2 separate regions of the Gossypium hirsutum genome follow, and region 2 is linked to region 1. The links are chromatin contacts, called in public Hi-C maps. All regions are on one chromosome and are shown on one strand. The core of a region is the stretch at or near the end of the contact, and the rest is flanking DNA. Distances in the headings are between cores, read along the strand shown.

Region 1 (2,551 bases), core at 32-2,531:
TTTTGATATATTCAAATTTACGTTTTTTTATACTAATAATAATATTGATACTAATCAAGTTAAAATTCAATTAACTTTTTAAATTGTTTTTAGCCAAAGCTAATAACTTGAGAAAATAATCCATGCTCGAGAAGGTTGATATAAGAAATGTTTCAATTTAACTCGATAGGAACAACTTCCACGCTTATAAAACTTGCCCAAATCCCGGTTATGGTCGAGGCAGATTACCCCTCAACGAATTTAGAAAGGAAAAAAAAAAAAAAAGGGAAAGCAGGAAGGTAAACAAAGTTCTAACTTCTAACGACCTGTTTCCAAGCTTCAATTAATGGTTTAAAATATTTGGGCTGGGTTTGGTTTTTATATATTAAAAATTTATAAATATAATATTTATAATGTATATATTTTATATGCACTCGAGCCAGGGGCGAAGAAGTTAGGGGGCTGGCATGGTCGCCCGACCCTCCTTAAAATGTAAAATTATTTTTTAAGCTTTTAAAATTTTTAAAAAATTTTAAATTAATAAAGATTAAATTACATTTTGGCTTCTTTAAAATTATAAAAATTCGATTTAATTTTTTACAAATTATAAAGATATAAATTATAAAAAATTAAAATTTCATCTAGCCCCTAAAATTTTTTTCTGACTTCACCCCTGACCTGAGACGGTAAAGTTAGGTTCCTGTTTTAAAGTTTTTGTTCAAGAATTGTTTGATTAAAAAACAGATTTATATTTTTGTTTAAATTTATTTTTCGAATTTTCTCTACTTATTCAAATCTATTTATATATTGGATAGATTTTTGAGTTTAGACAAATAAATCTACCTTTTAATAACTCTACCTGCAATCCTCCCTAAAAATCAAGGACGGAAATTGTTAATGATAGCAAAACAAAAAAAAAACTTGAAAACAAATTTTTTATTTTTATGTATTTATATATCTTTAAAATTTTAATCTATTTTTAATAATAATTTTTTAGAATTTAAAATTTATCATTTTATAAATGTTGTAAACAAATTTATTATATTTAAGATTAAATTGATAGGATATACAAATATCAAAAAAATAAATTTATTATTAAATTAATAATTAATTATTAGGTCCTAAAATAGAATAAAATCAACAATTTAAGGATGAAATTGTATTTTACCCGGTCTAAAAATAAAGAAGTAGGAAACGAATAGACTGTTTTGCCCTTTTACATGATTTAATAAGGGCAGAACGCAAAGGATGCAATCGTAAATTGCCAAATATATATTATATCAGCTTTGGAGTACACTACCATAAAATTCCATCACTCACACTTTCATCACACTCTATTTCAAAGAAAAAAAAAAGAAAAAAACCCTTAGAGAAAATGAAAAACTGATATTCTCCGAAAATTTTCTATTTATGTAGAAAAATATAAGGAAAATAAAAGTAAAAATTTTGCAACTGGACTGAAAGGATATGTCGTCGAAGGGGAAGGGAAAGGAGAAGGAGGTGGTTTATGGGAAACGGAAGGTCAGCGCCGGAAGAAGCGGTGGTGGAGCGGAGGAGAACCGTCGGAAGCGGAAGAATCGGGGAGTTCTTCAGTTCTTTGAAGACGCTGCTGATGTTGATGACAATGAAGCCAGCGATGACAGCGATTTTGATGATTGTATGGCTGATCTGATCGTTTTTCGTTTGTTTTTTTTTTCGTTTTTGTTGGCTTTTGCTTTTTCAATTTGTTTCCTTTTGGAGTCTTGCATTTTCCGGTTGCTTATTTCTGCTTCTGCTAGTTTTTAGGGTTTTTTCTTTGATTTTGTTCTGCATTCTGGTTTTCAAGGTTTTTAGGGTTTTCATTTTTTTAAAAAAATTTAAGCGAAGTTTCAACTTTTTAATATGTTCAATATTCTGGAAGAGATTTTTTTTAGAAATGGAAATCTTGATGAGATTTTGTTGCCATTATTGAGTTTTTGTGAGTGATTTTTTTATCTTATTTTTTATTGGCTGCTGCATGAATAATCATTTTAGGCTGTTTGGGTGTGAAAGTGGGACATTCTGCATGAATAATCATTCTTGAGTTATTGTGAGGGAATTTTTTTGCTTCTGCATGAATAATCATTTTAGGGTGTTTGGTTGTGAAACTGGTACATATTAAGTAGTTTTGAAGTTCTATTTCTCATATGTTTATAGATCTTTGTTAACTGAACATGGAGATGATTGACAGGTTGAGTTTAGAAAGCTTATTAGTGTAGTATTGGTGAATGTGAATGCAACTTCTTAGGAAGTATTTATTTCTAAGGGTTTCAAGGGGTGTTAGATTGGACTTTATTGCTTGGTGCAAGAGGGTCTTTCTTGGAGAAGCTTTTCTTGTTTACTGTGTTTAGGACTCTTGAGGTTGAGGTTGAGTTTGCCTCTGCTTTGATTTTTCTTATGCATTTGTTAATTTTCTGAAGCTTCTTTGGGTGAATGCTTCCGGTTCTTGGGTTGAGCAATTTTCAAACAACTAATTTTTAAAGCCTTGGGATGATTTTTCATAGCTTGTTTGGTAAAGGAGGGATATTTTGGGCATCATGTTCGGAAGTTATTT
Region 2 (2,551 bases), core at 31-2,530, 350 kb before region 1:
CATGAAAGCATACACAAAAAGACAATAAATGATTTTCACATATAATACACGTGCTAAGGCACATAGGTTTCATCAAATTGGACCACCCAACGAAAAGATGATCTTTTCATTATTCCAAAAATCAACATCTTTCGTGATTTCAGTGTGCAGTTCCAGCTTAGAACCAATGATGAGTTACATCTCCTGATCCTAAGATCGACTAGAAAACTCATTGGACGAATACCTATTGGATGAATACTGAAGATCAGCTAGACTTAGGATAATCAAGTAGCATCCTTTTCGTATGAATGACCAATCATTTCATCTAAAAAACCACAAAATCCAATTTACTTCAGCAACTTAAAACATAAAGTCATTCTACACCATATAATGACCTAGATCCTTTTACAATGAACTTTAGATTCACAAGATGCCATGTTTAAGGGTGACTACATGAACCGATGGGTTCGCCTCAATGATCTTTTTATTTGCTAAAATAGAGCCAATCCCCATTGTTAGATGCCACTCTTAAGGGCAGCCGAATTAACCAACAGGTTCTCCTAGATGATCTTTAATGTAATTACATAACTTATCTTCCTAATCAAACCATTCCAATTATAAAATATTGAATTCCCTCAAAAACTATGACATGATTAATCTATATAGATAAAGTTCCATTAGAAAGAAAAAAAAAAAACCCAAGAATTTTTTACCTTAGCAGAACCCATGTCATTTCTCTTAGCGGCTTCTCGAATTGCCTTCTGTACACCTTTCTCCTCTCTCTGAATATCTAATACAAAATCCACATAAAAATCCCATAAATTTTCTTATAAAAAAACCCCCTTATTTTAAACCTGAATTCTCACATACCCATTAACTGAAAGATTCAAAATTACCACTAAAAAGCAATCATCAATTTCTTTTTTCCAAACAATGAAGGGAAAAAGATGGAAATATCTTGCCTCTAATTTGGCGTTCAATGTTACGGCACTCTTGACGAAGCTTTCTTTGCCAATCTCTTAGTGGTTGTTGTGGATTCGGCTTGGGTTTCAACATATTCTTAAATTTATCCATCTTTACCTTTTCTTTCTCTAAATTAGTCCCTTTTCCTTTCCCTCTCTTCGTAACTTAAAAAAATGGTGAGAAAATTTTGCTAGGAAAGCTTGAGCTTTTAGATCTTTCTATGGAATGGAGCAAAGAAAATGGCTTAGAATCAAAGCTTTCCTGTTTTTCTTTTCTTTTCTTTTTTGCCTCAATTTTCTTTTGCCGTGTTTCGTTTCGGAATCTTTTACCTTTCCCTTTTCCTTTTATATTTTCCGGGAAAATACGTGTTATAGAACAGTCTGCAGCGTACTTAGCAACACGACGTCGTTTCGCCCACCGCGTTAACATTTCCTTCTCGTATTTTTAATTTTATTATTTTATTATAAATTTGAATTAATGTAAACTAATTTATCACAATTTGTATGACAAAATTTATTTCAAACGACAAATCGTGATTAATTAATTTTTTTTATACAATATCTAAAATTAGGTACAGTCTCTCTTTAATTATAAATAGGAGGATAATATATTTCAGTACACTCGAACTTACGTGTTCCTATGTTAGCAATAATTCTCATATCTATCAAATTAAGACTTAATCGAAAATTATAATGTCATTAAAATACAGAAAATCTAAAACATAAGTAATTTTATGATTGTAATCAAAATAACAATTATTTTATATAAAATTTTAATAAATATATTTATTACATAATTTATCACAAACTCATAAAATTCATATTTTTTTTACTTACATTAATAACTATAACAATAAACAAATTAGCTCATGGGAATTTAATATTTAACTTGTTTATACTTTACTTTTTTTATACAATTTTTAGAACTAAAACTATCTATAGTCGCTCCAATTAGAAGAATAATACGTTTTAATACACTCAAAACTTAAATTTTCTTACACTAACAACAAATAAATGATACAAGGCTCCAACTCTGATTTTTTTTTCCACCTAACAACAGTTTTTTGCTTGATTTGTGCCTATTTTCTTGATGGTTGTATTTAAAAGTTATTTCATTAAAAAAAGAAGCAAACATTAAATTAAAAATGAATATGAAGTCATGGATGAAGAATTAACTTGCTAACAGCTTATGCTAAGACTTAGTGATTAAAGCTTCCTTTTGACACTCCATATAATAAACAAAAATTGCTAACACTTTATATCATCATCAACCTTAAACCAATTGAATTGAAAATACAACCAGTTCAACCTTCAGTTCAGTTCTGGGATCCATGCTCATCACAATGCCAACCAAAAAGTAAATACTATGATGCGTTGGACATGAGTAGGACAATATGATTTTCCAAGAAGCTTCCTAACATATTTATATCTGGAAAAAATCCCCTTGTCGAACACATTTTGAACAATGGTACGTAGTTAGGATCCTCTAAATAGAAAAAAAAATATCATCATACACGTGTAAGACAGATATCCGTATCCAACATCCTGGAATGACATTCACAATGTGTGTTACATAAATCTAAGGAGGCAAACACAATCTAGGCTTGGAA

What was found. A called contact is a pair of places that touch in the nucleus more often than the background predicts.
Region 2: a contact with region 1 is called in a Hi-C map of leaf, with 2.1 times the contacts expected there. The contact joins the promoter of LOC107934530 here to the promoter of LOC107939271 in region 1. A contact is called at or near these places in 2 of 34 Hi-C or Micro-C datasets (both in leaf).

Annotation. Positions count from the first base shown.
Region 1 is chrA10:110,090,126-110,092,676 of Gossypium_hirsutum_v2.1, reverse strand. LOC107939271 (protein RNA-directed DNA methylation 3) reads left to right here and starts at 1,281. Exons shown (of 19, transcript XM_041078064.1): 1 at 1,281-1,636. The coding sequence starts at 1,447.
Region 2 is chrA10:110,438,880-110,441,430 of Gossypium_hirsutum_v2.1, reverse strand. LOC107934530 (vacuolar protein sorting-associated protein 24 homolog 1) reads right to left here and starts at 1,280. Exons shown (of 6, transcript XM_016866979.2): 1 at 942-1,280; 2 at 693-769. The coding sequence starts at 1,053. LOC107934552 reads right to left here. Exons shown (of 5, transcript XM_016867003.2): 5 at 2,433-2,551.